2 separate regions of the Mus musculus genome follow, and region 2 is linked to region 1. Evidence: chromatin contacts called from public Hi-C data. All regions are on one chromosome and are shown on one strand. The core of a region is the stretch at or near the end of the contact, and the rest is flanking DNA. Distances in the headings are between cores, read along the strand shown.

Region 1 (5,419 bases), core at 1,071-3,570:
GGTCTCCCAGGCTCACACAGGCACCTGCAGCAGCCACGGCTGCTATTTACATATCCTTCTTCCATCTTTACCCACGTGATTCTTGCCGGAGCAAACGAACACCTGCAACTTCCCACACTCTGCCCGAGTAGTAGGGGAGCCGAGAGAGGCTGACCAATGTCAAAAGGTGCTAAGCTCTACAATGTCCTTCTCTTCAGGCCACTCACTTCTCTCTGGAAATACACAGGAGTAGTAAGGACCATCTAGCTCCAATACATCAGGCTCTAAGAAGGGTTAGGACTTTTGCAATCTACTAACTCTTGAAAAATTGGTAAGAAAGAAATGAGAGCTCTTAAAATCTCTACCTTGGGTTTTGTTTTGGGTTTGGTTTATTCGAGATAGGGTTTAGCTATGTAACCCTGGCTGGCCCACCTGCCTCTGCTTCCCAAGTGCTGCAATTAAAGGTGTGTGCCACCTATCATGCAGAGGAAGGCTCTTCTCATTCTTAAAGATTTAAAATACATATCTGTAACTGTTGTGCATGCCTATGTGTATACACAGCATGGGCACAAGCACAGAGGGGCTGGAGATATCAGAGACCCCTGGAGCTAAGGTTACAGGCAGTTGTGCGCTGCCCACCATGCGTGCTGGGAACCAAACTTAGATCCTCTGCAAGAGCAATCTCTGCTCTTAACCACTGTGTGGTCTCCCCAGACAGCTCCTTCTAAAAGGTCCCTCTCTAAACTTAAGACTGGAAACATGAAAGGGTTTCCTACATCTCAGTACCAACTCCAGACCAACGGAGGAGAAATTTGACCCTGCCTAACAAAGTTCTACACCATCAAACCATGTACAGAGGTACTTCTCATCTAGAAATCTCCATTTCTATGGCAGTAGCCATTTCCAAGGCATTCTGGGAGTGTCTGAAAACAAGCAGTAATCTTCCAGATAAGATCCGAAGACAAACCAAGGCAAGTAAGTTCTGTATTTGCCCAGTATGGATACTGAATCCAGACAGGCATATATTTATTCAAACAAATAGGTCTAGAAACACAATGTGTCTAGTGACAAGCTAACAAAATGATAGCCATCCAATGTCAAAGGTGCTTACATCCTGTAGTGCAACCAATTATATCCAAACACCTTTCTCTCTAAGGTTCTAACATATCAACACTCAGTCTTTAAAGTCTTTAAAAGCCTAAGAAAGGAAAATAAAAATGAATCAAGTTTCCCAAGGATTAGTCTCCAGATAAATAAATCTAACATTACTTACGAGCCTCCAATGATATAGTTGAATCCAAGGATAACCCAAGGTAAGTAACAGGCCTAGGAAAGAGGACACAGATGTGAACAGCCGAGTCTGAAAACACATGGCACCTGGGGAACTGAAAATGGGGAGAAAGTAGTGACCAGGGCTTTACAGAAATCACTAGGTCACTACAAAATTTCTCAAATCTAAGGCCGGCCCTACTGCACTTACATCTTCCTATCTAAAACTAAACTTATTTGTCCTACTAAGTTAATATTCACAAGGAAACTAACAAGTATCTTATGGATGACAGTAAAAACACCCCAAACAGAACCACTGGAAGACTTCAAAAGCGATTGTTATAAGTAATTAACTTGAATTTTTATCTAACATTGTGTGTGAATGTCCTGAACTAACAGTCTCCCAACAAGATATTAGGGTTCCAGATCTGACACCCTAGACCAAACTTAAGCTGAGTGAACTTCAATGGAACTTCAGAAACTAGTAAAAGGGAGCTTAAAAATAGTTATGAGTCTAACTGGGGTAAGTAGTAGCCCGCAGACTAGACAAGTCTAACTCCAGCCAGGAGCTCAAGCAACATTCAGTTCTATAATTACAGGTCGTCGTTACAGGTAGAAAACAGCAAACTCCAGGAACATAGGGGGTGCTATTCTAGGTACAGTATGTGGCACCTAATAGGAAGTGCAGGAGTGACAAAAAGATTAGAAATCGCGGGTTTCTGCATGTTGTCTCTCTTGTAATCCCTCTTGTGTGCTCGACCCCTCTCTCTCTCCACACACACACACACACACACACACACACACACACACACACACACACACACACACACACACACACACGATCACTGAGGGGCATATCCCTGAAGAGGCTTAGAGGGTTTGGAAGTAACAACAGCAAGGGATGCTGGGATGCTAGGAGCAGGACTGAGGAGGGGGAGGCAGACGCCTGCCTGTGGTACACTACTCTGCAGCGACCCCTTCTGGAAGTGTCAGAAGGTACACATCTGAGCTCAGGCAAGATTACCACAGACTAAGTTCCACTGAGCTATATATTCCTCAGAGGTAAACTACCTTAAATCGCGTTCCGAACCAGAACGACACGATCAGGTCTCTGTTCAGCTGGGCCCAGACGTAGAGCACTGACATGATCAGAGGGATCATCAGCAGCTGCAAAGGAAGTCAGGACAGGAAGCTCAGCGCCACAGGCACGAAACAAGGCTTAATGTGACTGCCTGCCTATCCTGCCCACCTCCCAAACTGCACAGGAAACCCTAATGTCACAATCACAAACTAACCGCATTATTTATCATACAATGAATGCCATAAAAATCTATGATCAATACATGAACTCAGAAACATCAGTTCAAGCTGTTATTTGAAGGAAAAAAATATTTTCCTTAACTATCTAATCTATTTTCAATGAATACATAACCCCACACACACCCAGGAAATACTGCATAACCATTACTCTGAGCATTCAAGCATAAGCCAGAAATGAACAAGGAAGCCAATGGTTAGATATGCCTACAAGAGCCTCAAAGGCTTAGCTAACAGTATAATCAGTTCTCATTCTATGCATTCAATGTAATCCCAACTTCTGAAACATACAGAAGGGCAAATAGTTGAAAGTCTTACCTGCATATCCATTGCTAAGCCAGTAATCTTGGTTTGTAAAGTCAAGGATCATATGCAGAAAGTATTCTATAGATACCAAGGCTGAGCTGCTCATTTCTCTCCAGTGAACGTCACTACACTGTTCCAAAGGAAAACACTTTCTAACTATCAGATTACTCAAGATATAGGAACACACAAAAGTTCTGATCACTGCAGAAATATCCACTCGCCAGTACAGTCAGTAGAGCAGGAGACATGGAAATGAACAGCCTCACCATGACCTGCTCACCTGGTATCTTCTTCTACACCCTACTACTATTTTACTATTTAGCATTCAACTACAGGATAGACAGATCTGTGCATTTGAAACAAATGCTTACACTCAGGGACAGCTTTTTTTTTTTTTTTTTTTTTTCTCCATTCTCTTAAAGGAGAGGGAGTATTCCAGGCCTTTATGTTTCTGGCTCTTGATCAACTTTAAACAGTCGTCAGGTCCAACTGTTTGCTTATCAATAGTGCCTCACACAGAGATAGACCATGCCCAGAGGGGGGTGCTTTATGGACTAGATTGTTATTTAGGACCAAAAGATGGACAGCAACGAAGTCATGAAATGATGCTGGCTGTAAATTAATTTCTGGAAAGAACCAGAAAGCTGTCTTGTGGCTGGCATGGAATATCTGTGCTTCAGTCAACAAACTGTCATCCCAGGGAACACAGAGAACTGGGCTCAAGGAGACAGCAATAAAATTCCACTGAATATGGATAAAAATCCCAGAGACTCCAGTGAGAGAAGGCATCTCCAAAACATGGGATTTACCCTGGCTTCAAAGACAGAACCTGATATTCTCATTATTAACTATAGTTTTTAAAAGGTATCAAAACTGATTTAAATCGTTTTTAGAATACTATTTCCCAAAACCTTAAAAGGGAAGTAGGGAGTTCATTATGGCCTGAGCAGCCCTGAAGGATACAACGATGCAGATCCAGTTAAAGAGAAGCATGAATAAATAGTCTGCTGGCCTCCCGTCAAAAGCTCCTGGAAACAAACACAAGGCAAACATCAGGCTTTAGAACTGGGGAACAAAGTAGCCTCTACAGAGAAAAATACTTTAAAAATAATACTGAAGACATTTAACATCACTTCTTTAAAACAAAAAGTGTGACCTTTGGGACATAGGAGCACCTATCTGCAAAACAGAGGACTAAGCAGGATAGCGTGGACGACTCCTCTCTACGGCAATGCTCACAGCAGCACTAGTCACGGCAGCCACGAAATGGATTAAACCAAGGGCCCATCAACATTATCTATATAACTGACAACAATGAGGGATGAACTACATCTACATGCTACGTAGGAGAACCTTAAAATGACACTAAGTAAAAGAAACAGTCACAAAAGATCACAGATGGTATGATCCTATCACAATTATTACAAGAAATTACTAGTACAGGCGACTCTAAAAAGCAGAAAGGGAACAGAAGTTTCCTATGGCTTGCATGGAAGATGGATTGAAGGAAATGGGCAATACTAACAGATATAGACTTTAGAGGCAAAGAAATGTTGTAAATGGATTATGATAATGGCTGCACAATTCTACAAACGTATTAACTGAATTTAAACTCAAATGAGGAAGCTAGATGGGATGTAAGATTAACATCCTCCACTGGAATCCATGGAAGATGGGAGCTGAGAGCTTCCCTGTATACTAAAACCTACAAATATCCACAATCCTTAGATAAAATGGTATAATATTTGCATAGAACCTAGATATTCTGACCTATACTGTAAGATAGATCACATTCCCTATGGTCCCTTTTACAATGTAAATTGTGTACCACCAGTTGCTACAATGTGTTGTTTAATAAGTAATGACAAGGAGGAAACTGTACAAGTTCAGTAGACTTATTTTCCAGCTATTCCAAATGTTTCAGGCAGCTGACTCATGACACAGAACCCACAGATAAAGAGAGCAACTTTTTATCTCAAAGAAACTGTTTCAAAAGTGCCTCTCAGTTTCAACATTCCAGAGCGCTCTGACTGGAAATAAAGGGAAGCAACTTCTAAAGATAAAAGCAAACAAAACCAACCAGTCATCTAGCACGGCAGGTTCTCTTGCCTGTTTTTCATACACAAAATATTACAGCAGCTTACGTTATCTGACCAAGTTAATAAAGTGGGTAAATGGACTCAAAAACACAGATAAACAAGAGCAGAAGGTGGCCAGAGAATCTCACAATTATATCAGATCTAGCTCCACATCAGAAAGAGTCCTTAAGGCCTGACTTCAGAGCTATGCTGGGTAGCAATGAGTGAAAGAGAATTATATGTGACATTCTGCTTCAAATAACCAAGGCAAGAGCGCTGATACAGACAAAACCAGATATGATGGGGGGACGACAGTCAAGGAGACTCACACCAACATATACCACAATATGAGTGAATTGTAACAGGAGTCTGCACTAACAAAGCCAACACTGAGTTAAAGAAGCTGGTCACAAACTACATTAAACATGGCCCACACAGGCAAATCCACACAGGAAGTAGACTGGTAATAG
Region 2 (5,419 bases), core at 897-3,396, 340 kb after region 1:
AAGGCGTGCGCCACCACCGGGCCTCAGAGGCAGATTTAACTTCTTCAGATATTTTGGAATAGGGAGAGTGAGGTGTCCTATTTCTGTCTCATGGAGCAAGGATGGAGTGAGCATCCAGATGAGATGGGGTCTCTCCAGTTTAGTTCCCAGCCTGCTGAAACACAGCGGGCTGTTATCCTATTTTACTAGGGGAAGTCAAGATAATGCAGTGGGCTGGACCCCTGCTGCGTCATCCTGGAAAGAAGCTAAGCTTTTTATACAGAAACAAAGAGCTGGGATGTTAGATTCAGGCTCCGAAGATGGATGGTTCCAAGGAGGAGAACGCTTCTGGTGCACCCCCTTCTCACTTAGTTGAGGAAAAAGTATTAGGTATAACCGTTAACTTCATTCGCTGGGAAACAGTCAGGTGACAATGGTTGGTAATTTATCTGATTTTCTGTGAGTAAGAGTTCTTTAGAGTGTTCTAAACTCCCCTGGGACTTGCAAAAAAAAAAAAAGGACCTAACACAAGGCTAATATATTTGATTCTCCTGGAAGGCCCTAAGTTCAGGGAACTGTTTCACCTCATTAGGAGACAAAGGGAATTCAAGCATTACAAATCACAAACAAATGGGAGGCCCTGGAGGTCCCACTGGTTTCTTGATAATTAATTACCAAACCTTTATTCAAGCAACCATTGGCAAATCTCACTCAGCGTCACCTGGCACACTCACAAAAGTCTCTGTTGAAGTCAGCTTAGGGATGCAGGTTGTGTGTGTGTGTGTGTGTGTGTGTGTGTGTGTGTTAATCAAAGGACAGTGGGAGGAGAGAGCACCGAAAGGTGACTTCAACTGCACCAGCGCCTCCAAACAAACTTCTGTCGGTTCCTCAGGTGTCTCAGGGAGTCAGCTGTCCAGGCTGGGGATTGATTCTTGACCTGATACTCTATGAGTGGGCACTTGTTCTGACCTCAGATTTCACTAGACAGCGGAGCTCAGGTGAAACTTCAAGTCTGGGTGGTCTTTCTGCAGCGGGCAGGCACCACTAAGGATGGGAGTGTGCTCACGGTATAAAGACCGAAAGGGCCACGGAGGAAACAGGTGCAAGTGTCTGGTCCTTCCTGAAGCAGAGCACTGTTCTTGCATTTCTTCCCTGCCTCCCTCCGCAGCCCCTAAGCGTTACCACAACGACCCACTCCGCAAGCTGTCCCGGGGCCCATCGGCTGCCCCTCCCAGTCACTTTTTTTTTTTCTCGGCCCACTCAGCCGTCGACTGCGCGTGGGAAGAGCCTTCAAGCACTCATGGCAGGGCCCGTCATCCGGCTTGTGACTACTACCGCTCTTGTACTCTTGGGGTCCTGTCATAGGACAGTGAAAGGCAAACAGCCAAGTCGCTAGCACCCACTTAAAACAGTGACTGCAATTGCGGGATCTAAAGGAAGAGTCCATGAGTTGTGCGCCTGTGTTCAAGTGTTTAGGGACATAATCCCCTATTGCCAGATTGAGGGATCCTGGGTTCTGTATGGGATCTTTTCTGCTGGGAGACACTGTCCTTGATCAGGAGGAGACACTAAATTACCCATCTCTCGGGTTCTGGCGACCTTTACCGAAATCCCGGCACCTCACTCCTGTCCCTTCAGTCGGAAGCCCCCTCTTTATTCTGGCCCAGACCTGCTTGCCCTCCTTCACCTGCCCCTGAGGTGTGCACTTCCCCCTCGTCCCCGACCAGCTAAAATCAGTTTTGTGGGGCTGGAAGTCGGCGAATGTCCTCACCTGCTGAGGTCGCTCACGAAGCTGCCGCTTTTCTCATCCAAGAAGCGCTTCCAGCCGTCCGCCGTCTTCACCCAGCTCTGGCCCGGGGACCGCCAGTCCTGCCCAAGGAACGGCATGGTACAGAGCGCGGACGCGACCGACGGACGGGACGGATTGACAGCCAGGAACCGGCCTGGCTTGCCCAGGGTATGCGGCGCGTTGGGAAGATGCTGGGGAACGACGCAGGCGGCGACCGGGACAAGAGTGGGTCAACTAGTGTGGAGGGCTGCGGATCCTGGGTGGGCGCGGGGATCCTTGCACTCACAGGGGCGCAGGCGTTGGGGAAGGTCGCCTCCTGACTCTGGGAATGCTGAGCGGCTGCCCGAGCGCAGTATTTATCCCGGGCCGCTGCCCCGTCTCTTTGTTGCCGGAAGAGCCGCCTGCTCTTAGCCCGCCCCCCCCCCCCCGCGCCCCGAGGCCACGTGGCTTTGTTTATAGGCTCGCCTTGTTTTCCGAGGCGCCCGCGGCTCTCGCTCTGCTCGCAGTTGCACAACCTTGCGTCCGTGGAAACTTGAAGCCGCATGGCCAGGCCAGATGTCCCGCTGACCCTCGGTGCCCTGGCACCTCTGCACCTCCCCTACTCCCCCATCAGGCGTAGCTGTCGCCACCAAGATCCTGGTCTTGCACTCGGCACTAGGTCCCCTCTACGGGTCCCGGACAAGCAGGGTGTAGCAAGGAAGCCTAGAGAGTTGGGAACTGTCAGTCCCAGAGGGTCTGGAAGCTGCGGGACCGATCTTTGCAGGCAGATCAGCCTTGGGGGAGGCCAGAACGTCTGGGGACGGGTAGGGGTGCATTCTTTGAACCTCTCTTACTGCCAGTACCGACTCCAGGCGCCAGGGTGTGCTAAGTGAAAGAGGGGACCCAGTGCGGTAGGGGCGGGGAGGGACTACCCCCACTCCTTCCGCCTTAAAGCTGTCATTTGATGCGTTTGCTGTCAAGCTCGACTACCCCAGTGGCAAAGGAAGGGGAAAGAAGAGGCCCCCGCAGCGTCCGGACCCCATGGCGTTGAAGTGAAGAGCTGAGACAGTCTTGGGTCCCACTCTGAGGGACTCTGGGCAAGCAGCGCTGGCGTCGAGGCGCCTGGCTCAGAACAAAGCCTCCAGGGTCGTGGAGTCAGGAAGGAGTCTCAGGCTACACTCGCTGCTCCAGTGCCCCAGGGTTGGGCTTTTTTGGCTGTGGAACCACAGGAACCCTTCTTTCTCTTCCTTTACGCAGAGTTCAATTCCTGGTGTTCTCTGATTTCTAGCTATAAAGTCCTCCTGGGTTTCACGGCCGCTTCAGAAAGGGAAGAGAGTCTGTTAAGAGCTTATCTCTCCTAACACGAGGGGGTGGCCAGTCTGTTTTTCAGGTGAAAGGCTGTGGGGTCCTCAGAGAGGGTTAAGTCCGTGATTACCTAGGGTCTTATGCTACTTCTCAACTCAGAGCGATCCTCCCTGTTATGCAGAACATAACTCCCTTTTAGTCTAGAGACATCTCAGCCCAGTGCCTTACCACCAGGCACAGAATTGGCCATTCATAACCATCCCATCTTCCTCCATCCTCTGAGAGAGTGTGCATTTGTGTGCCCGCGGTGGGCAGAGGTCAATGTCAGGTGTCTTCCTTGCTCACGTTTGTCCCTATTTATCTTTGGGTCAGACTCACTGAGCCTGGAGCTCTCTATTGTCTGTACTGGCAGGCCGATGAACCTCTGATTCTTTGGATTTTGTCTCCCAGCACCAGGATAAAGATATAGGTGCTTTAATGGGTTGGTTTGTTTGTTTGTTTGCATGGGTGCTGGGGGTCTGAGCTCAGGTCCTCAAGACTGTTCATCAAGCACTGTGTCCATGGAGACACTGTTAATCGTGATTTGCACGGGGAGGGGGTGGGCAATTCTACCACGTTGAGGCAAATTTGAAGCAAGCTTTAATTAAATACTGACCAGGATAAATTTTGGTCAGGACCACTCTCTGGAATTCCCAGCGTGGCGGCCCCTAGACATGTTTTACAGAGGCTTTGAAGGCCATTGTATTTTCCCAGGTGGCTTTGATATTTTCCAAGGACTACAACTCCCAGCATTCTAAGGAATTACCTAGTCCTTGTTCTTTGGCCGGTGGGGCTTGCAGGTTAATTTTTGGGTCTTATGATATCTCTCTACCAAATCAACTCACCAGTCTCTCCATAGGCAATTCTTGTGTGAATAAGTGACTACTGCTTTAGGGTGACTTCTGGCCTCCCATCATTACTAGTCAGACCTGGGAAGTCACATTCATCTGGACCTACGGTGGCACTGGGCAGAAGCAGAGAAATAAAAGCATGCTAGAGAATTAGCTTCCAGTTCTTTTCTTCCACAGCCCTGCCTCTGTAGCCAGTGGCAGTGTCTCTTCTACTGTGCCTTGAGGCTGGATAGGCCGAGGAACCGAGTGTGTCTTGTGGGTTCTGTGTTGCAAGGGGGAAGGAGATGTTTTTAATAAAGTCTGTCTTCAAGTAGCCAGGATTTTCTGAGTTTGGTTTCCCACCATAAATAATTTATTAGTGCAGCAATAATAAAAATGGCTTGTAAAAGGCCCGCAGAAGATCCCAAACAAATGTTAAAACACCAACCAGGCTAAGAGATGAGGCAATGCTGGGGCTGAGCTTTTTGGGGGGAGAGCTGATATCGGCAAGAGAATACAATTAAGGGATGCAGTTATTAAAGATGTAGGGGGCTCCTTCCAGGGAGAAACCACAGGGGTCCAGAAGACAGAGGATTTGAGTCCAATTCTACGAAAGCAGCTTGCGCTTTGGTGGATGAACAGCAAGAGGCTCCGGGTACTCAAGGCGATGTTGTCGGAGGCAGAGATGCCGGCCTTTCAGATCATTTAGAAAGTGAAGTAGTTGGGGGCTATTAGTGCCGTTTTTTCTCTTCCCTCTTTGTAGTAGGTATATGTAGCTACACTTTCGACCTGGCAACTTGCAGAGGAGTAGAGGACGCCTTGGGTAAATGTGTAAAGAGCAGATGAAATCTGAGTACATACTTTTGACATGTTGACAGGTATGCCCTGGGTCCAAGTGCATTAGACCCCTGGGAGTGGCAAAGCCGTCTCCAAATTTGACTCAGGAAATTGGCAAAATCTTGTTTGTTTGTTTGTTTGTTTATGTGCTGTGTAACAGTTTCCTCCAAGATTAAAACATTTCATCCTGCAGGGAAGGTTTTTTGTTTTGTTTTGTTTTGTTTTGTATTGTTTTGTTTTGTTTTTTGTTTTTTTTTTTGGAGGGAGGTGAGCAACTCAAACCAGTTTTAGGAAGTTCCTAAAACTGACTAGATTCATTAGGCTCCTCCCTGCCAGTAAGCAATAAAGACGACTGAGTGTTAGCCTCAGAGATAGCAAGTTGCAAAGGAGATAGTCAGCCAAGCTGTAAAAAAAAAAAAACAAAACAAAACAAAACAAAACAAAAAAAAACAAAACTCTGAGACCAGACCAGCTGCCAGGAAAAAGCACAGACCACCTACTGGCCTGGAGAAGGGTTAGATCAGAGCCTCTTGGAAGGTATGCTCTCCATCCACCATGCTGAGCTGCCTATAGACTGTGCAGTGTGCTCCAGGTTCCCATCTTGTGAGCTGTCACCCATGGTGGGGTGGGCCCTGGTGATGCAGCTGTCTCGGAGTCATTT

Evidence for each region. Hi-C and Micro-C count contacts between places; a contact is called where the count stands out from the background.
Region 2: a Hi-C map of CD4 T cells shows a contact between it and region 1, with 4 times the contacts expected there. A contact is called at or near these places in 2 of 39 promoter capture datasets (liver and pre-B cells) and 1 of 484 Hi-C or Micro-C datasets (CD4 T cells).

Annotation. Positions count from the first base shown.
Region 1 is chr15:57,876,166-57,881,584 of GRCm38.p6, forward strand. Derl1 (Der1-like domain family, member 1) reads right to left here. Exons shown (of 8, transcript NM_024207.4): 3 at 3,835-3,899; 4 at 2,884-2,910; 5 at 2,320-2,415; 6 at 1,253-1,305. Among named protein-coding and RNA genes, the nearest start is that of Derl1, 14 kb to the right of the region's middle.
Region 2 is chr15:58,212,746-58,218,164 of GRCm38.p6, forward strand. It overlaps Fbxo32 (F-box protein 32), which reads right to left and starts at 2,147. Exons shown (of 9, transcript NM_026346.3): 1 at 1,751-2,147. The coding sequence starts at 1,866.